Linked DNA regions of Mus musculus: all the other regions are linked to region 1. A link is a contact called in public HiCAR-type, HiChIP or PLAC-seq and promoter capture Hi-C data. All regions are on one chromosome and are shown on one strand. Each heading gives the region's core, a stretch centred on a gene start, on an enhancer-like site or on the middle of the called end of the contact. The rest is flanking DNA. Distances are from core to core; before and after follow the strand shown. Region 1 holds the start of Rc3h2 (ring finger and CCCH-type zinc finger domains 2). Region 2 holds the start of Ggta1 (glycoprotein galactosyltransferase alpha 1, 3). Region 3 has its middle 4.0 kb from the start of Gm35260. Region 4 holds the start of Ppp6c (protein phosphatase 6, catalytic subunit). Region 5 holds the start of Scai (suppressor of cancer cell invasion). Region 6 overlaps Dab2ip (disabled 2 interacting protein). Region 7 holds the start of Golga1 (golgi autoantigen, golgin subfamily a, 1).

What was found. Promoter capture Hi-C pulls out the DNA fragments that hold promoters and counts their contacts. HiCAR-type assays count read pairs that join an accessible place to other places. HiChIP or PLAC-seq counts read pairs in DNA pulled down with a chosen protein or histone mark. Capture Hi-C pulls out chosen DNA fragments and counts their contacts.
Region 2: a contact with region 1 is called in an H3K27ac HiChIP or PLAC-seq map of embryonic stem cells, with 4 times the contacts expected there. The contact joins the promoter of Ggta1 here to the promoter of Rc3h2 in region 1. A contact is called at or near these places in 3 of 39 promoter capture datasets (the 3T3-L1 cell line, the C10 cell line and embryonic stem cells) and 3 of 115 datasets of contacts at active chromatin or transcription factors (embryonic stem cells, large pre-B cells and pancreatic cancer cells).
Region 3: a contact with region 1 is called in a promoter capture Hi-C map of the 3T3-L1 cell line, with 10 times the contacts expected there. The contact joins the enhancer-like site here to the promoter of Rc3h2 in region 1. A contact is called at or near these places in 1 of 39 promoter capture datasets (the 3T3-L1 cell line), 1 of 484 Hi-C or Micro-C datasets (B cells) and 3 of 115 datasets of contacts at active chromatin or transcription factors (acute myeloid leukemia, embryonic stem cells and large pre-B cells).
Region 4: a contact with region 1 is called in a promoter capture Hi-C map of liver, with 5 times the contacts expected there. The contact joins the promoter of Ppp6c here to the promoter of Rc3h2 in region 1. A contact is called at or near these places in 6 of 39 promoter capture datasets (cranial neural crest, hematopoietic stem and progenitor cells, hippocampal neurons and 2 more), 2 of 484 Hi-C or Micro-C datasets (CD8 T cells and regulatory T cells), 3 of 115 datasets of contacts at active chromatin or transcription factors (astrocytes, differentiating embryonic stem cells and regulatory T cells) and 3 of 9 other capture datasets (adipose tissue, liver and pancreatic islet).
Region 5: a contact with region 1 is called in an H3K4me3 HiChIP or PLAC-seq map of embryonic limb bud, with 5 times the contacts expected there. The contact joins the promoter of Scai here to the promoter of Rc3h2 in region 1. A contact is called at or near these places in 3 of 39 promoter capture datasets (cranial neural crest, hippocampal neurons and liver), 2 of 115 datasets of contacts at active chromatin or transcription factors (astrocytes and embryonic limb bud) and 3 of 9 other capture datasets (adipose tissue, liver and macrophages).
Region 6: a contact with region 1 is called in an H3K27ac HiChIP or PLAC-seq map of embryonic stem cells, with 4 times the contacts expected there. The contact joins the enhancer-like site here to the promoter of Rc3h2 in region 1. A contact is called at or near these places in 2 of 115 datasets of contacts at active chromatin or transcription factors (both in embryonic stem cells).
Region 7: a HiCAR-type map of astrocytes shows a contact between it and region 1, with 4 times the contacts expected there. The contact joins the promoter of Golga1 here to the promoter of Rc3h2 in region 1. A contact is called at or near these places in 6 of 39 promoter capture datasets (the 3T3-L1 cell line, cranial neural crest, frontonasal cranial neural crest and 2 more), 2 of 484 Hi-C or Micro-C datasets (CD8 T cells and LSK cells), 3 of 115 datasets of contacts at active chromatin or transcription factors (astrocytes, cardiomyocytes and thymic regulatory T cells) and 2 of 9 other capture datasets (adipose tissue and liver).

What each region holds. Positions count from the first base shown.
Region 1 is chr2:37,421,451-37,424,242 of GRCm38.p6, forward strand. It overlaps Rc3h2 (ring finger and CCCH-type zinc finger domains 2), which reads right to left and starts at 1,453. Exons shown (of 22, transcript NM_001100591.1): 1 at 1,317-1,453.
Region 2 is chr2:35,460,022-35,462,813 of GRCm38.p6, forward strand. Ggta1 (glycoprotein galactosyltransferase alpha 1, 3) reads right to left here and starts at 1,428. Exons shown (of 8, transcript NM_001145821.2): 1 at 1,174-1,428.
Region 3 is chr2:35,507,467-35,510,258 of GRCm38.p6, forward strand. No RefSeq gene overlaps it. Among named protein-coding and RNA genes, the nearest start is that of Gm35260, 4.0 kb to the left of the region's middle. Within about 2 kb of position 1,410, at least 102 of the 459 cell types and tissues checked have an H3K27ac peak or open chromatin away from gene starts, as enhancers often do. A contact at or near this core is called in B cells and embryonic stem cells, where this site is marked.
Region 4 is chr2:39,224,932-39,227,723 of GRCm38.p6, forward strand. It overlaps Ppp6c (protein phosphatase 6, catalytic subunit), which reads right to left and starts at 1,418. Exons shown (of 7, transcript NM_024209.3): 1 at 1,236-1,418. The coding sequence starts at 1,310.
Region 5 is chr2:39,189,316-39,192,107 of GRCm38.p6, forward strand. Scai (suppressor of cancer cell invasion) reads right to left here and starts at 1,415. Exons shown (of 18, transcript NM_178778.3): 1 at 1,275-1,415; 2 at 674-718. The coding sequence starts at 1,327.
Region 6 is chr2:35,679,007-35,681,798 of GRCm38.p6, forward strand. All of the region lies in intron 3 of Dab2ip (disabled 2 interacting protein), which reads left to right. Among named protein-coding and RNA genes, the nearest start is that of Dab2ip, 58 kb to the left of the region's middle. Within about 2 kb of position 1,450, at least 195 of the 459 cell types and tissues checked have an H3K27ac peak or open chromatin away from gene starts, as enhancers often do. A contact at or near this core is called in embryonic stem cells, where this site is marked.
Region 7 is chr2:39,064,194-39,066,985 of GRCm38.p6, forward strand. It overlaps Golga1 (golgi autoantigen, golgin subfamily a, 1), which reads right to left and starts at 1,348. Exons shown (of 23, transcript NM_029793.2): 1 at 1,188-1,348; 2 at 482-530. It overlaps Scai (suppressor of cancer cell invasion), which reads right to left. Exons shown (of 18, transcript NM_178778.3): 18 at 2,021-2,792.

The sequences.
Region 1 (2,792 bases), core at 203-2,702:
CAATGGTAATATTGGAAAATAGCCTTTAATAGGATAGAATAGTCTCTGGGTTTTCAAGAACTGACTGTGTTAGTAAACAATTTAAGTAAACAATTTAACATGGATATTGATGTCAGATCAGTGATGTAGTTTTTTAACCACATAAAAGGTAAAAACAGGAATCTACAAACTATTCTTAATGAGTCCAAGTCTTAGGCTGTGTATACAAGTTAACCACAAAGAGACTAGACCCACCAACTAGAACATTCGTTTCTTTCCTTCTGTCAAATAATATCACTTTAGTGTGCCATTATTAGCTTTCTCTGGTTAACTCCAAGTTTTTACTGGAACTTTAAAGCCTGACTACTAAAAATGACAGGAAGATTTGTAAAACACTTTTAACACTTTATTCGGGATATAAAGTCAACTCTAATTACAGTGGGTCAAGATGAGAAGAAATTCCTTAGGGTCCTAAGGTTAGGAGGACAGTGGGATTAAAAAGAACCGAGGTGGAGCTTAAACAAAAATCTAAACAGGTTGAGAATCACTGAATTTGAATACTTAATGTCTGTGATTACTTTAGACTATTTTGGTCTGAAGGCTGTGTCTGCCAGTATCTTAAAAACTCTGGTGATTTCAAGGATGGAAATGACAGCTACCCTTATCTCCTTCCTAACGACAGAAAAGTACAGCTGTTTCTCTTAGAAACAAAGATGCTTTCTACCATTCTCCTAAGATGGTGGAAGAGTCTCCTTATGAGGCTCCCCCAAGGAAAATAATAAGAAAGGGGGAAAGAAAACTATAGCAGAATTCCCTGGCTGTGCTTCATGCCATCGCTCCTAGTCACATCCCCTGGTCCAGCCATCTCCCTCCAGGGAGGTTAAGCCCTCCCTGGGCATTGTTTAGCCAGGGTCCCTATTTACAACACTCAGATCGCCTCCATCCCAGCGCTGTGGTCTCGGTAAGCCCAAGGGCTGAAAAGAAAACGCTAAGACAGGACCTGATCTCGGGGACCTTTTCGAAAGCCCCTCTTCCTACATGGGTTAAGCAAAGAAGGAAGCCGGCCTCTGTTCGGGTGGGATCCTCAGTGGTCAGAGGCGTCCCTTCAGCCGGTGCTGGAGAAAGGTGGCCATCTGAGCGTTTCGCTTCGCATCAAAAAGCCCTACCAGAGCGAGGGGCCTCTCTGTCGTGTCAGGTGCGGCCCGCGACTCCCAACCCTCGGGGTACCGGCGGCCACCGTGCACAGGCCGCCGGGCAGAGACAGCTCCCCGCCCCACCTCTGAGGACCCGGCAGCCGGGCCAGGGCCCCAGCCGCATCTTGCCCGCCCCCGCCCTACCTGAGGGGCCCGGGCGGGGTCGCTAAGGGCCGCTCCCGGGGGCCCCGCGACGGCGCGGCTCGGCGACGGAGGCGCCTCGTCTCGCCGGGGCAGAGCTCGGCGGCGGTTTCAGGGCCTCAAACTCCATCGGGAGCTACAGGGACAGCCCCGTTGGCGGCGGCGAAGGCCGCGACGGGGCCTCCTCCTCCTCCCTCCCTCCGCCTCCTCCTCCTCCTTCTCCTCCTCCTCCTCACCACGGAGGCGGACCTGGAGGGATCCCGATTTAGCTCTCGCGAGAAGATACTGTTCACTTCACGCGAGATTACGCAAGCCCGGGAGTTGGGGCAGAAGGGAAGCGTAGTGGCCCGGCCACCAGAACTGCGCATCAGTTTCCCTCTGAAGAAGAAAGCCACCCTCGTCACATGACAAAGGAACCCCAGAGTACTGTGGGAGATGATGCGAGGACTAGGCAAGACGAAGGGCCTTATGGGAAACTCCCTGCACATCTAAGCCTTGACCAGGAGGCTTGCAAGATTGAGCCAACGTTAAATTTATCATCCATAGAGCAGAACCTGCTTCATCTATGTTACAGTCTACTTTACTCTCTTTGTAGTGAGATACTAACCAGATTAGCAAATAATTCTCCAGTTTACAAAAACCAGGACCAAAGTGAAAACGTTTGGCAAACCCACCTACCTCATCTAAAATCCCAGATGCCTCAAAAGTGAGAAGGATCAAATTTTACAAGTTTTGGAATTATAACTCAATATTTGTTAGAGGACTTATGGCAACCTGTAAGGTAGGAATTATGAAGAAAGACTGAAAATAAGGATGAGAAAAGCAACAATTATAAACAAATATGCCAGGCTGTATGATAACTGATATTTTAAAAGCATTTTAGTTTTATAGTTAATTTATCAAAGTAATCCTAAAAGGTTAATATTGTGAATCTATGCTAATGATGTGCAACTGAATGTGAAACAAAATGTTCAGCAACATCCATGATAATAATCTGTATGTAAGTTAGAATATGGAAATTTCTCTAATGAAGCTTTAAATATACATGAGTTATAATCCAGATGTGGGGCTGGCGAGATGGCTCAGTGGTTAAAAGCACCGACTGTTCTTCTGAAGTTCCTGAATTCAAATCCCAGCAACCACACCGTGGCTCACATCTGATGCCCTCTTCTGGAGTGTCTGAAGACAGCTACAGTGTACTTACATATAATAAATAAATAAATCTTTAAAAAAAAATGCAGATGTGATGGTGCATCCCTGTGAACCCAGCAATTGAAAGGTCCAGGCAGAATCATAGACTGAACTGCTTACAACTGCAGCTCCAGTGACACAAAGCTTCTGGCAAGTGTGACAAGATCGGCTTTTTAGTTTTTGCATTTTGTTTTTTTTTGTGAAAGATCCATTGGCCCCACCTGTTTGTTGTTTGTTTTGTTTTCTGGTGCCTTGGCTAGCCTGTAACTAGCTCTGTAGACCAGGCTG
Region 2 (2,792 bases), core at 178-2,677, 2.0 Mb before region 1:
AAATAATATTTATACCTGAACTGCACCTGTTGAAATGCTCAGCCCCACCCACTACCTCTTCCCTTCCACTCTCCCCAGCCCTTCCCCCCAGAGTCATGCCATCTGTTCCTTAGTCGTTTTCTTGCCATGGTGGGAGATGCTGAATAGAAAGTGAGCAACCAGGTTGTGGTGGCATACGCCTTTAATCCCAGCACTTGGGAGGCAGAGGCAGGGGAATTTCTGAGTTCGAGGCCAGCCTGGTCTGCAGAATGAGTTCCAGGACAGCCAGGGCTACACAGAGAAACCCTGTCTCAAAACAAAACAAAACAAAACAAAACAAAACAAAACCACACACTCCAAACAAACAAACAGGAAGCACACAAGCCTTAGAGGCTGGCTGGAGTGCATTCCAACCTCAGATTCAATCCAAACCCTGAGCACCCATAAACCAGTGACTTGGCTTCTCCCAACTTTGATTTCCTTCTCTATAAATCCAGCCAACAGTGCCAAGCTTATCCTGTTAGGCTGGGGAACCTAAGAGACCCATGTACACTAAAAGTTTCACCAAGACCCAGAAGTGCACAGGGAATAAAACCCATGGTCAGCCCCTGGCTCAGAAGTGTCAGAAACCGGGCAAATGGCTGCTCAGAGTCAGTATGGCCAGTGCAAGGCGGCCTTTCCTGCTCTGTGACTGAGAAAGCTTCCGGTAAAGTTTAGCCACAGGGGGCCATTGACAGTAATCAATTGATCTCCCGCCTTCTGATCTCAGGCATTCCACTGAAAACTGACCCTAATCACAGGGAATGGGGACAGGAGGCCTCCCCAAAACATCCTCTTGGGGCGTTCCTAACACAGAAAGTAGAAATAAAAGAATCGGTTCTATGTAGTAAGATCACAGGAGCAGGAGCCAGGGTCTCCAGGTACCCCTCCTAGGCCATTTGGGGCCTGCGCCAATACTCAAAGTCCCTGGAACCAGGTAATCCCAAGTGAAGTGTTCAGCCCTGCATTTAGTCACCAGACACCTGTTACTTGCAAAAGATAGCTTGGACCCGCACGCGGCTCCCATCAGGAAGAAGCAACTACTCCCAAAAATAACTGTAAGGAAGCACTATCAAAAGGCAGAGACTCCCGTAGTCCTGATGCCCCAATCCCTGGACAACCCGAGCCATGGCGAGCCCCCTCGCCTTTGCCTACCCAGAGCCTGAGAGCGCGAGGTCTTCAGCAGAATCGGTACTTCTCATTCCAAGAAGAGTCTACAAGGGAAGGTGTCAGCCAGCTAAGAAAAGGCAGGGCTAGGGCTCCACCCAGAATCTCCAGCCTCCTAAGACACACCTATCTACCTCCGGGCGAATGAAAGAGGCAGTCAGATCTGTTCTGGGGCCGATAGTGGCCCAGACAAGCAAAACTACAAAAATAAGAGTCCCTGGGGTCCTTCCTGAGGGAGGAGCTAGTGGCGTTGACATCCCCGCCCTCCTAGCCTCTTCCTGGCCCCCGCAGCAAGGAGGACAGCACTCTCTCCAGTCTCTGTTCTCTCTCCTCCGCGCCCCCCCCCCACAACATTATTTCCCGCTTTGCTGTTTCTTGGATGATTTTCAAGAGTTTGTGCAATCGCATATGTATGAAAATGCCATAATGAAACACAGTACTTTGCATGCAAAATAAATATAAAATAATAAAACGTTTGTGTGTGTGTTTTGTTGAGAGGTTCCCCTGCCATCTTCAAACACTTGATGGTGTCTCCTTGCAGTGGGAACGAGGTGGTTTGAAAAGTTGTGACGAGATTACCTCCCATCACCCAACACAGCAAAGTTAGTGCCTGAGACTTTGCCCAGGCTTGATTTTGGCTTGGTCCTTCCTTCACTGTTAGGAGTCTGTCTGTCTCTCAAATTCGAGTGTCTCTCACTTTGCCCCTACCTGCACCCCTTTTCCATCTTGTCCATAAGAAGAGCCAACCCGCCCTGTCCTAACTACAGTAGGAAAAGACACCTCCTGCTTTCTACACTCACTGGTTAGTACCGGTGGTCCCAGGATCTGATCTGCCCTACTCGCCCTGCCCTGCCCTGCCCTGCCCTGTGCTGCCCTGTGCTGCCCTGAATATCAGCTATTCGGATAGCGAGGGAAGGTGGCGGGAGACCCCAGTAAGCAAACAGATGCAGCGACACTGTTCAGGGTGGGACAGAGCCTAGAGTTCAGAAGTGGATACAGAGGAAATGATCGAGTGACCAGGACAAAAGCAAGGACCGAGGTAGGGCTGGGCCGGAATAGCGGCGCTCCCGCTCGCCCACACCTCCTCCCCACTGAAGCCCTCGCGTGGCTTCAGTGTCAGACGCCCGGCGGGACCCACCTGATCCGCAAAAGCAGGCCGGGTGTGTGTTGTCTGCTGCGCTGGAGACGGGACCACGCGGGCGGGCGGGCGGGCGGGCGGCGCCCTGCGCTGTAGGAGACCCGGCCGCTGCTCTGTCCGGGTGTGTCGGGTGGGGTGCGCGCCTCTGGCCCCTGCAGAGCTCGGCGGCCTAGGGCGCAGGCAAGTGGCGTGCGCCGACCCGAGGAGTGGGAGCCTAGAGAGTCCACTCCCACCCCCACCCCCAACACAACGTCCGGCGTGATGCACGTGTGATGCATCGGGTGTCCCTCACTTTACCCCAACCTGCACCTCTTTCCCATCTGTGGGAGGAGTGATGTTTCATCTCCACTCAGGCAGAAAAAAGCCTGAAACCAGCAAAAAAAAAAAAAAAAGAAAAGAAAAAGAAAAAGAAAAGAAATCGCTCACGGCCGCCTGTGTCTTCTGACCTGCCCATGGTGATAGGGGCTGC
Region 3 (2,792 bases), core at 160-2,659, 1.9 Mb before region 1:
TGTTCAGAGTGAGACTCTACTGCTGTCTGTGGTAGAGCAGCCTTGGGAAGCAGGTGAACAGGGCAGTGCCAGGATGTCCTTGAAAACACCCCGGGGATAACCACTTTCCTCCCAGGTGATTGCCTTTTCTTTCTTTTATGTGAGTGTGCTATCTTCAGACACACCAGAAGAGGGCATCAGATCCCATTACAGAGGTTATGAGCCACCATGTGGTTGTTGGGATTTGAACTCAGGACCTCTGGAAGAGCAGTCAGTGCTCCTAACCGCTGAGCCATCTCTCCAACCCCTCATGTGGTGATTTTCACATTTCCTTCTTGTACCTAAGCTATCATTAGTACACTCTGGTATGGAAACAGACAAGATGATTCACTGGGTAAAGACATGGGCCTACATGTCTCATGTCCTGGCTCCAATCTCCAGGAATCGTGTGGTAAACAAATGAAAAAGATTCTTGAGAGTTGTCCTCTGGCTTCCACACATGCTGTGGCACGCACATATCACACACACAAAATAAATAAGAAAAAAACTTAAAAGACAGTCTAGAATGGTTAGGCATCGTGGTTCATGCCTATGATCCTAACGTTTTGGGGGGGCAGGTATGCAGAAGCAGGAGGGTCACCCTAAGCTCGAGGTTAATCAGAGCTCTGTGGGAAGACCCTGTCTCAGAACAAACAAGTTGAGAAAAGACACTGCATTGATAGAGCTTGCTCCCCTGAGGCCTGCTGCTTACTTCCCATGTACCACCCCCCCTCCCCCCCGCCCCTCTAGGTGAGTATCTCTGCAACGGCCAGCAGCAGAGAAGTGATGGTTAGCACTTGCCTCTAGCCATGGAAAGATGGAAAGAACATCATGGCAAACTTAGAACTATCCTCAGGAAGCAGAGGAAACTGCGGCTGGCCATGTTTGATGTGCAGTGGATTAGGCTAGCCCACTCATTGTGCAGTGGACCAGGCTAGCCCAGATGCCTGTCCTGTTCTCCTACGAACTCTTCCAGGACCAGTTTCTTTCTGAGGATGTTTCCCAGGCTGCAAGCTCCTTTGGAAAGTCACCAGAGTCCCCCCAAAAGGACCTCTTGGATCATACTGTCTGTGACTACCCAGGGGTGACATCAGTTATAAAGCACAGCCTTCCCAAATGAATGCTTGGGATGCTCTCAAATGTCACAAGAAGAAGGGGGGAATGGCTACGAGCTTACTTATGTTCGCTTCGGGCAGCTGTGTTTTGCAGGCCCTCTGTGGGGTGTTTTCTGCAGTCCTGAGGGAAAAAGGCTTTGACTTATTCCAGCACAAAACAGCTATTTATAGCCACCAAGCGTGGGAAATGCTGGGCGTGGGACACTTGGTCGACAACCCAGTAAGAATCAGGCTTACAGAAACAGGCCACAGAGACCTGGAGAACACTTGGCAAAGCCTGTGGCCACATGGACTCTGGCCACCCACAGGCATGGACTAGGTACCTTGGAACAAGTTGCAGAGCTGTCCTGACCTCAAATCCCAATGTGTAAAAGAACAGAAATTCCTGCCACATGTGGTTTAAGTAAAGAACAAATGAGATAGTGTAAAAAGAGGATGTTCAGTAATGTCGTGGGTGCTCCGTCTCCATGACTTCTGAGCCCACGGCTTCTCCATTCCTGGATTCAGCCACCCCCCCAGAGCAAATATATTACAAACACCAGAATCACACTGCAGCCACATGTGCAACGATAGCCCCTCTGTAGTGAGCATGGACCAATTTTTTTTTTTTAACCAGGATTTCCTAGACAATACATTTAGTCTCTTAACCCTTTCCTTGTGTTAGGAGTCAAAAGTAAGCTTAAATTATGATTTAAGTAAACAGGGGTGAGGGAAATGCTCAACTTCTGTGGCTGTTTGCCATCTCATCTAAGGGACTGACACACCCACTACTGTTGGCATTCCAGGGAATCCTGGAACCATGGATCTGTGACTGTTGCTGTTATCTACAGTCGATAGGTGAGAAGACTGAGCGGGGGTGGGAGAGGAAGTAGGGAGAGTGACCTTCTCTGACCCCATCTGTTACACAGGTTGATTCTTAGAACCGTGACAGCATTCGCTCCACACACACCCCACCCCCACTCCCCATAGATAAGTACGTTAGCCAGGAAGCAGAAGAACATCTGAGACCCTCAAGCTAGAGTTATAGGCACTTAGGGAACTGAACCCAGGGCCTCCGTATGAGCAGCAAGTGCTCTTAATTGCTGAGACATCTCTCCAGCCTCATCTTTTTACTTAAAAAAAAAAATGTCTTATCTATTCATGTGTGTGTGTGTGTGTGTATGCATGCACACGTGCACGCCCCCCACCCCCAGGTCAGAAGTCAACAGCATCTTCTTCAATTCCAGCATCTTCTTCAATTGCTCTCTGAAGGGCTGGCTCGATAGCAGGCCTGAGCATAGCAAACATGGTGTCTACAGGCTTTTACTTTTCTCTCTCCCTAAAACTGTTAGATTACATTCCTAAAGCTACCCTGGATGAGACAGGCTGACTCCATGACCGGCTTCAAATTGGCAGTTCAGGAGATTAGGCCTAAAAGCCCAGGCTTCAGGCAGCTAGTCAGAAACTGCCCTGCCATCAGAAACTGCCCCACCACCTGACCTGAAGCAAGGGCAATGGGTCAGCAGTTTCCAGGTGGCCTCCACACCCCGGTAATGGAATGTCCTCAGAGATAGCGTAAAACACTTACCCTGGGATTCTCCTAGGGTGCTTTAAATCAGGCCTGCATGCTCACTTCAGAGTCTCTATCTTGGTAATAGGAGACTCCAGCAGGCAGGACTT
Region 4 (2,792 bases), core at 168-2,667, 1.8 Mb after region 1:
ATTAAGATCTTATCTCAGGAAGAAAGCAAAAACAAGACAAAACAAAATTACCAAGCAGGAAGACAAGGCAAATGCCTGATTCAGGTGGCTGAATATGAACACCAATCATGTAACACAGGCAGTCAGTATGTAAGTTACAAGCTATGTACTTTCACACAACCAACACTTGAGGTCTTAAACATTTTGCATACTTGTTGGCTGATTTAAATATAAACTTCATGTACTAGATGAGACAAGAAAACAGACACAGAGCAAAATCTTCACAAGAGAAATAAAATTCGTTAGGAAAAAGGCAATTTTTTTCTTGAAAAAATTGTTTTAAGCCTGTGGCTTAAAAATATTACAAAAACAGCATGAAAAAAAAATTCAAATGATCGAGAGTGACTGACTACATAGCAAATCAAAGTTAACGGAATAAAACAGACATTAGCAACCATCGGATAAACACCAACGTGGTCCTAAGCACTAGTTTTTGCAGAAACAAAATACGGTTGATAACAGTGGTACACCAACGGCTTACTTCTTTACTGCATTAACTTAGCCTGAACTGAGTAAGACCTCCTTTGGAAAACCAAGAAAACGACACCTTGAGTTACAGGGGAACAGCTCAGAGGTCATAAAAACATTTGAACTTATTGATAAGCAACTGCTTATTCACTTAAATAGCTCAACAACGGGCTAAGAAATGAGATCCACATCCAAATCATCAGAAGAAAACTACCACTCCTAAGAAGCAATTTAGGGGAGTGGTGAAGCTGAGGCGACTTGTCATTCTCTCCCATTATGGTCGCATCGATCCCGCCCACCGGCTTCCACCTCTCAGGGACTTAAACACACCGCGGCCGCGTCCCTGGAGCAGACAGCGGCTCCTGTTACCTCTGCTGGGAGGACCCCATCCCGGGAGCACTACCCGCTCGGCCCGGCTCCGTCTCCGGGAGGCCGAGCGAGTTAGAGTGAGAGTCTTTAAGCTCGGAGTCCCGTGAGGGTCAGGGGATCGTGACATCCCCCGGGATCTCCCCTCAAAGAACTGGACAGCATTCGGGGGATCCGGGCTCCCCTGGTTCTCCGCGTCACGCCGCCTCGGACCCGGTCCTCTCGCACCGCGGAGCGCCCTCCGCCGCGCCAGGATCGGGCGCCCGGTAGGGATCCCGCCGAGGGAGAAGGGCGGGCCGGCGGGAGCCCCGCAGCCGGAAGGGGCTTGCCTCGCAAGCTGGACGGCCTCCGGCCCGGCTCACCTTCAGGTCGTTCTCGGGAAGGTACTTGCACTGCCGCGCTATCTCCACATACTTGTCCAGATCCAGCGGCGCCATTTTAGGAAGAACAAGCCGCGGCGACAGCAGCGGCAGCGGCTGTAGTAGCGGAGGCAGCGGCGGAGGCCGAATCCGGAACCCTCCTTACGTCACGTCCGATCCGTGAGTGGCGTCTGCGAAGCGACGTAAAAGCCTGACCCGTTCCGCTCTCTCTCTCAGGCGGAATTCCGGGCCACGGATCTATCTCCAAGAGAACCCGGAGGTCCTTTTGATAAAACCTACTGGGACCCGTAGCTCTCTGCCGCGGGGCGTGCTGGGATTTGTAGTTTTAGTAAAATGCTCTTCCTTTCCTATCCTTGGCAACAGACTTCACCTCAAATGAGGCTTTTTCTAAGGAAGACCATGAAGTGGTTAACTAAGAATTCCCTGGCTCTCACTCCTACCCTGTAAAGTATCTTCAGTTAAAGTTAAGAGTTACTGTTACCGCCTTTCCAGGACTACTGAAGACCTGGCCTAGACAACATTTGAAACAAACTTAACACCACCGGTTCTCTGGCTGGGGGGTGGGGTGGGTGGTGGGTGGGGGAAGAAACAAACAATAAAGCATTTCTTATGCCACATTCTGTACAAATACTGGCACTTTTTTTTTCTCCTGTTCAATTCTTGTAAGACTGTAAGAATGCAAAGTTTGCATGTGTTATTTGCCCCAAAATCTCAAAGGAAACAGAAAAGATGGATCCTAGACTGAAAAACAGGCTACTGACTTAATCCGGTGAGTTCCAGGAGGGGGCCGGAAAGGTTTTTTTTTTTTTTTTGTCGTATCCCAGTGCCAAGAACAGTTCTTGACACCTACTATAGCTTTAACATTGGTCCATTTGACAACTCTATATTGAATAGCAACAAAGTACAGATACACTTATAGGCAGTTAGAATAACCAATGGCTGCAATAGACAAAAATCTCTATCCTTGGGGCTGGAAAGAGTGCTCATTAGTTAAGAGCACTAGCTGTTCTTCCAGAGGATCCAAGTTCTATTACTAGCATCTACGTGGCTGCTTTCAAGTCCAGTTACGGGAGATCAGACACCTTCTTCTGGGCACTGTGTGCATGTGGTACAGAAATATATTTGCAGTCAAAATAAATAAAATAATAAAAAATAATGTATTAAAAAATCTGTCCTCAACTTGCAATTTAATTCTGTTAGAGATAACCGACAAATATAATAAATTACTCAGAGCATGTTAGAAAGTGATAATTTAAGGAAAACATTCCAGCATAGTAAGGAGGATGGGTTGACACAGGATTCAGAATTAACCTGACCATAGTGTACCACATATTTGACCACAGCAGTGATGAGGCAGCTGGATAACTGTGAGTTCTAGGATAGCCTAGTCTATGTAGCATGTTGCAGGTCAACCAGAAGACCTTGTCTCAAAAAAAAAAAAAAAAACACAACAACAACAAAAACACAGCAAAGTTGGGAAGGTGGGAAGTTGTATGGAAGATATCTGATGCATTTCTAAGCTTATTTGGAGCTTTTGTG
Region 5 (2,792 bases), core at 165-2,664, 1.8 Mb after region 1:
ACCTAACAAATGAAATACACTAAAACATATTTGTGGGATGAATACTCTTCTTCATTGCCTAAGGAAAAATTCAGTTGTCTGCGGCCTATGTAAGTCCTTAGTTACTACTTTTGTATTAAGCATCTCAGTTTATTAGACTTTATAAAGAAAGAGAGAGAAAGCCAGGAGTGGGACTCTGTTCAACTGTGTATGTATTAGAAGCATTACAGTATAAAGAACATAAACTTTGCATTCAGACAACCTGGATTCAAATCCTGGTTCTATCATTTATTACATGTGTGATCTTTGTTTGCTAAGTATTGGCTACTCTATGGTTCAGTTCCCTCTTTTGCAAAACTGTCACAGAAAATAACACAGAATTTGTATACGACACTTGGCACACAGTAGCTGTTCAATGACAATCTCCGTTAGAGATGCCAAAGTTGAAATTAAGACTAAAGTCGAAAGTGGGGCTTTCTTAATGTTTCCCCATTTCCCGTATCATATACCTGCAAGGGGTTGGAGGTGGTGGTAATTTGAAGTTCTCAAAGGGAATACCTTTCCATGCTGTCGAATTTACTAAAAAAAGGACCTAAATAAGAAACTTTATCTACTCACCACGTAATTATGCAGCACAGGGGCAGCCAAGCAAACAGGAAAAACACGAAGCTAGAGAGGAAGGCATTTGCCTTACCTGCTTTTCCGTTTTCGGGGTGGTTTCTCCACTGTGCCAGACAGTCTACAGACCAAACAAATGAGACCCGTAACTAAGACAACACACCGTTTGCCTTGCCTTGCCTGTGGGGCACTTCATGTACCACCCTCGGGGGGCCACAGGCTGACCACAGGTTGGCTCTGCCTACCCGTGACCTTACAGACACCCCACAGGCAGGGCTTCCTTCCCTCCCACGACCAAGCGCCTGGGACTCACTAGTCCCCGAATGCTCTCGGTTCCCTGCCCCAAACGTTCGGCTCCCCCAACCACCCGCCAGGTCGGCCTCATTGTCTGCCCAGAGCCGCAGGCCCCCCTAGCTCCCCTCAGACACGGCCCCGCCCCTCAGACCCGGTTCCCCGCATTCCTTGGCTCCCCGGTGGGGCGCGCGCCCTCCGCTCTCGCCCAGCGCGCCCTCGCTCGCTGCCCCGAGAGCTGCTCTCCCTTGGCGCCCCCGAGATGCTGAGTGCCTGTACCCCCGCCCCTTCAGGGCTCGGCGCCTAGACACCACCGCCGCCACCCCCAGGCCCGCTCTCTGGGCCCCTCGCCCCTAGCCTCCGCCTCGCCACGTAGCCCACCCCACCTGGGGGCCAGGCGACTCCGCGGCTGCTGGGACTGCCGGGCTCCTCTGACCATCCGGCTCCTGCTCCGCCGCGGGAGATGCTCCGGCGGCCGCAGGGCTCGCTCGGGAAGCTGAAGCGGCGGAGGCTGGAGTAGGCGGAGAGACAGGAGGAGGGCCTTGCGCCCCGGCCAGGCTTGCCGCGGGGCTCGGGCCCGTCCCCTCCTCGCCTCTCCTCGGTTTCTATTGGCCACAACGGCAGGGTATCTAGAAATCCGACCGCTGATTGGGTGCTTAGGCCGTCATGTCCCGCGTGGCCCACCCCGAGGTTTGGTTGAGACTGCAGGTGGCGGCAGAGGTGCCTTAAAGACTGCTAGCAGAGCGAGAGGAGCCCTGAGCGCCTCCGTGTGCCAGAACGGGGACTTACATCTCCGGCGCCAGACACCTGCCTGCAGGTTCTCTTTGGCTGGCATCCTGCATCCCTGACACCTCCCAGACACCTGCTATTTCCTCCGCCTCCGCACTGCTCCAGAACCAAAATCAAGCGCAGCACTTTCTCCAGATATATTCAGAAGTTCGAGGGCAAAGCAGCTCTCTCTCTCATAGTCTTCTGAATCACCTCGAATGCGGCTTAATGTCACCCTTCAAAAGGGACTCGGTCTCAAATTGTAGGGATCAAGCAGTTTGGCTGCAGGAAAGATCCTAAGCTTGGATGCAAGCTTGTAAGAAAGCAGAATTTCTTTAATTACCTCGAAAAAAAAAACAACAACAACAAACAGCATTGCAAAAAGAACCAATTACAATAACCACAAGGAATGTATTCCATTTTGAAAAGCCTAAAAAGAACTGCTTCTTGTATAAGCTAGCCATTCTGTGCCATTCCAGATGATTAAAAAATCTAACCAGCTAATCATTTTTGGTATAAAATTTCACTGCATTTTTTGACAGACCTAAGCATGCAAAACATTACATGCATAAGCATGTAAATACAATTAATACTAGTAATCTTTTCTATTCTGCTCTAACAAAAAGCTATCTTTGAAAATATAGCAGATGTATATGTAATGCACCCGAAGAATTTAATTCTTAAGATCTATGCAAATCTGTCTGGCAGATTCTAAGTTCATTCCTTCCATTTGGGAGAAGGCATAAAACTTTCTCTTGGGCCATTTTCATTTTATTAGAACACATTTTGTTAAAACACACACCAACAATGTAGTGGCAGATATATGGCTCAGCAGAGTAAAAGGTGCTTGCTGTTCAAGCCTGATGTTGTGGCTTGTCCTCAAACCCAGAGGAACGCTTTCGATGACTCTCTGACCTCCACATGCACATGACACACACACCTGCACACACACAGCACACAATAGCAAATAAAATGCATGAGACGTATCTCACAAATCTCCACAAGTGGATAGTATCCCAAATATTGAGATAACTACTTTTTCACAAATGTATTTGGTGCAAGGGGTTCTCCTTTATTCCTACATGATTTATCTTGCACCCATCTTCGATGTGGAATGGCCTTTCTTTTATGAAACA
Region 6 (2,792 bases), core at 200-2,699, 1.7 Mb before region 1:
GTGCAGAGGAAACTCAGTACTGGGAGAATGGGAGCAGTTCTAAAGGCAGGAGCAGGGATAAGGAGAGGTGAAGAGACTGAGGGAGGAAGAGGATGGACCCATGGCGGGCCTCTTTGTGCCAGGTGCTTTGTTTTCGGAATCAGAAGTCTAAGAGGCAAGCTTGCTTCAGTGCTGGGTAAAGGGTGTAGAGGGCTTGCTGTACTTATCTAAGGTCCTGAGGCTAGTACAAAAGAACTGCCAGCCTCACAGCTCTTAAGTCCTCTGGTGGACACAGCCTATTGAGGACTGGCTGGCATCTCCTCTCGGCTGGGTTGGGTAGGCTGTTCTCTTAACCATGGGTAAGAACTACTGAGTGTCCAAGAGAGCACGACACATAGAGTCCTGCAGCATCTCTAGGTCCCTGGCACTGATGACACAGATGTGCAAGTGAAGCCTTCATGTGGGCCTGGCCACTGCTGAACTAGGCCAGAGGTAGAGGTTGTTAGACCCAAATCCTTGCCCATGACCATTGTCTCTGTAGCTCCTGAAGGGCAGACCTCTCATAGACAGCCCAAGTGCCAAATACACACATTCATTGAGCACCTATTGCATACCCATTGAGCACCTACTGCACGCCGTGTACCGTGCCAGGTGCTGGGATAATAACTCTGGCAGGGCACTTCATGCTTCCCACGGCTCCTCTGGATCTCATTAGGAGGTTGAATCTCTCCAATTGGATATTTATTTTCTTGTTTTCCAAGTAAGGAGACTGAAATAGAGAGGAGAGTGGCTTTGAGGTGACACCCGCAGCCACCAGCAAGGAACCAAGCCCATCCTGAGCCTTGACCTCTCCCTGGGTTGAGGGTATACTCTGGGGACTCGCAGCTGTTTCTTCCCAAAACTACATGCTGAGATGGAGTTTCAGGAAGCCAGGCCCACAGAGAATCCGTATCCAGGAGAGCAGGACTCCTGGGGCCACAGGAAGCACCTGCCTGGTCCTTGTCTCCACCCAGCAGGAATTGGTTGTTGGGGACAATTGTCTGTGTTTGGGGCAAGTCTGAGGTAGAAGAACAAAGAGAACCGCCTCTGCCAATGCAGCTCTGACCTTGAAAACCCCGTGGAGCTTCATTTAGTGGAAAGAAAGAGGGAAGAATTGGTTACCAGCTTCAAAGCAGGGCAGGCGTCCTGCAAGCAGCATCGGTGGAAACCTTGCCTTTGTGAGTTCTTGCTGTTGAATTCTCTTTTTCAGCTTGACAGAAGTCCTGGGGATCTTTGTTTGGCTTGGCCAGAGTTGCAGAGATGCCAGGATCACTGCTAACCTTGCCTGGACACTCCAAAGGCCTAGCCTTTAAACAAAGGTCATACAGTGAATGATCTCAGAGACCTACACACAGGCTGAACGTTACCAACTCATATGTCCTGCTGTCAGAGTACCCACCTGTGGGAGGGGCCTAGGATCGAAGTGAATCAGTTTGTACTGGCTGGGGGCAGGGCTTTGCAAGGAAGCAGTGTTGCAATCAGGATATCCTGGGCGGGTAAAGCTGGGGCTGACCTTATTTATCTGCCGTTTTAGTCTTTATCCACACACATTGGCAGGTCTTTGCTGTGTGTCAGAACCCACTGTGACCCTAGGAGAGGGTTGGTATGTTGTGGGCCCTGCTTTGCCCATGTGACATAGGAACCCTAGCTGAGGCGCTTCACAGCTGTGGTGACAATTTCAACAGTTTGTAGGGTTGTGTCCTTCTGGGGTCAGAGATGGCTGCTGGGCTTTGGTGGCAGAACTTTGGGCATGGAAGAGAAAGTTCTAAACTTGGTTTTTGTGACATTTGAAAATTTCGCATCTTTAAATGTTGGCAATTGATTCAAAATTTAAAAATGTCATATACTGTGTGGTTAAACAAAACATGAATGTTGACCAAATACAGCCTGCCCTCCAGTAAGAATCCTTTATGGTATGGTTGGCTGGAGTCCAGGAGGCTAGACGGCACCAGGCCAGGCCTTCTCGTAGAGGGGCAGGGCAGAAACAACGGAACCCGCTACCGTTTATTTAGTAGACTGTGCTTGCCCGGCTGTGAGCTGGCTTGGTCCCAGTGGTGTGCAGTGCCACCCTGAGAGCTTCTAGCCATGTTCACTGCCCCCTGGGTACTTCCCCAGCCTTACTACATAAATGCCCCTTTGGCCAGACAAGGGCCCAGAGAAGAAAAGTGGCTTAAGAGACTCCCTGGTGATACCTGTATCTTGCTCTTAGGCAGTGGTGCAGCTACACAGCTGTGGGATGATACTGTCCACACATGTGACCTTGCTGCTGTTAGCACCTGCCAACAGGGCAGGGCAGGCCCTTCCTGTGCTGCTAAGGAGAGCCTTCTCAGGGACCTTGTGCCCCGTGCTCTCCACCTTCCATTGTAGGTTCCTGCTTCTCAGAGCCTAGATCACCTCTGGCCTGGCTAAGGCCTGTCCGGGCCTGTAGGCATAACTTTCCCTTTTGTCTTTCTCCATTGGTTGTCACACTTTCTGTAATCTGTGTTTGATTTACAGAAGATCACCTGGTGCCTGGTCCTTCAGACTGTCCTCCAGGCTTAAGAAACTAATTATTCCTATAGTGTATGCGAAGCCTTAGGGCTAGAGTCAGAGGCAGCTGACCCTCAAGGCATCAGACTACAGACTATAAGTCATCAACAAATTCCCTTACTATATAGAGACTACCCATAAGTTCTGTGACTGCAGAGAACCCTGACTAATACATTGGTGGAACCCCTACAGCCAGGTTTTCATCCTCAGTGTGCGGAAGCAGGAGGAGAATGGAGAGCACCCCA
Region 7 (2,792 bases), core at 98-2,597, 1.6 Mb after region 1:
CAGAGGCAAAAGGATCTCTGTGAGTTCAAGGCAAGTCTAGTCTACACAGCCCCAGGTCAGCCAGGGAAGGCTGCATAGTGAGATCTTGTCTCAAAAACAAAACAGGCCGGGTGGTGGTGGCTCACGACTTTAATCCCAGCCCTTGGGAGGCAGAGGCAGGCGGATTTCTGAGTTCGAGGCCAGCCTGGTTTACAGAGAGAGTTCGAAGACAGCAGCCAGGGCTACACAGAGAAACCCTGTCTCGAAAAACCAAAACAACAACAACAACAACAACAACAACAACAAAAAACCAAACAAAAACCAAAACAAAACAAAATAAAGCAAACTCCTACTGTTCTGTTTCAACCTTATCTTTTCACGTCTGTGCAGGATACACTCTGTTGTAAGATGACAGATGACGCCTTACCACTTCAGGTTAGCCATTAAGCCTATGAAATCCTTCAAAACTTTACCCCCAATATCTGTAAACCACTGTACTCACCTGTCTTATCTACTATATTTAAAAGAGTATGGAGGTCAAAGTCACTGCCCTGTGTAAAAACAAAGATAAAATAGGTTGGATATTTCAAGTGCCGGATGAAAACGTTCAGCGGGAGAGGGACAAAAGAAGGGGGGGGGGGCAGGGCTGAATAAGTGGGCAAATACACCTGGCCACTATTGTACTACTGTCAGTGAGACGCTCCTCAGTCCCAGTGGGCAGCCTAAGAATTTCCACCTTTAAGCAGAAAGAATTTCTTCTAGCACTGGTGCCAACACTCATGTCTCCCTAGGAGTTCTGAGCAAAACATCTCGAATTAGTTGCCGGCTTCCCAGTGACAATATTTAGTTTTCAGCCGATTCTCACAGCTGGTCAGGCTTGTGGTCTGGTCCCTGAGCCCTTACTCGCACTAAGTTGCTAGAACGACAGCAAAGTTCTGACAGATGGTTACGGTTCAGAGGTGCAGGTCACCGCGTTTTGGATCCCACTCCCTCTGGCTCGCTCTGGAGGCGCAGCCCTACTAGGGCTGTCAACCAAGGGAGGGGCTCAACCTCTGTTTGACAGTAGGGAGACTGCGCCCCTGAAAAGAGTGGCGGCTTGGCTTAGGTCGCGCAGGGCAGCTCCAGACCCCCAGGCCAAGGGGGCAGCCTTCGCCCCGAGTCCCCTGGCACCGTCCCCAGCCCTGGGTTGGGGTCCATTGTGTCCCCACCTCGCGGTAGAGCGCCGGAGGCCATGGGAGAGAGGGAGGCCTACTTGCGTCCAGGGACTCCAGTAGTGCACTTGCTGTGTGGGAGCAGCCACGCCTCCGCGGACTCTCGAGGGCGCTTGGCCCCCACCTCAGGCCGACGAGCCGAGCACCGACCCGGAACCGCACGTTTGCCGCGCGCCGGAAGTGGCAGCGCGTCGGCTTGGTTCTCAGCGCGCGCATGCGCCCGTGTGCGATTCAGCGGCGCGCAAGCGGGGGTGCTTGTGCCGTTGGGCTGAAACGGCTACCGGGCGCGGGCACCTCTACCTGTGTTGGCCGGCCACTGACACGTCAGCGAGAGGCACCGCAATCTGGCCGCCCTGGATCGGCACCTTCCCTTCTGAAGAGGGAGGAGCCCCGTGGCGTGCGGTACCCCAGGGCCAGCTTTGGGGCTACAGGAAAGTCTATGCTCAAAAAAACGACACCGGGCACCTCTCAATCCGAGTTGCTGTCGATCATGTTTCATACAACTGAAAGAAGTTTCTAGAACCTTTTATCCTAGTTCTGCCCAAGTAAGATTTTCGTATTTCTCAAGTTTCAAGCTACGCATTGTACATTATAGCAACTTCAGTCCTGCCCTAGAAGCAACCCCAGCCTGTTTTGTTGATTCCATCTATTCCAGTTTCCTCTTGTCCCAGTTGTAGCAACCAGTTAGGGAGAAAACAAATACTTTATAAACAGTAATCTCAATCTACAAAATAGTTATACGCGTTAATCTGTAACTCAAGACAGCTAAAGCGCCTAAGATTTACCCCAAACAAGGAAACAACTGTCAATACTAAAGAAATACACAAAACTTTAAGCAAATAATGTTTATTTTTATATTGATGATACACTTAATATATACGTGATTCAAGATACAAAATTCATTTACAAGAGTTCACACTAGATGAATGTATACACATTCCTAGAGAATATTTATCAATGCAAAATTCTTTATTACACTGACCACAAAAAACAAAAAAAACCCCACAGATATTCTGTAATCTTGTTATTTAACAAACATCAAAACAACGTTTTATTTTCCATCCTAGTATTTATGTGCCCTCAAAGTGACAGGCACTGTGTAACAGTTAAGAATATTGGAACGCCTATGGAATCTGCTCTGTAGAATCACAGTGTTTACTCTGAAATTCATGTAGTGAAGAAGTGAAAGGCTCTAATTGTTTATGACAAATCACATACACAAGAGTTAAGTGATCAACTCAAGAAAATAAATGTTCAAGAACTTGACAATTCCTAAGGTCTATAAAATGTTTACTGTAACAGACAAAACCAGAAAATGACTGTTGGAAAAGAACAAAAGCAAATTAAAATCCTTAAGAGAATGTATGGTTTAAGCAATTTAGAAACACCACAGACAAGACTTTTACAAATGTTCAAGTCAAATGATACAATAGAATTTTCCCCTTAGTCACTGTGGTAAAGTCTCTTCAAAATTGACCAGTAACACATAAAATTTGTGAATCTAAACAATCTACTGCATATCAGAGCTGACTGACAGGTTTATTTGAAAGTATTAACTCACAATACCCAAATTTTAATACAAATGAACAAGACTGTCTCATA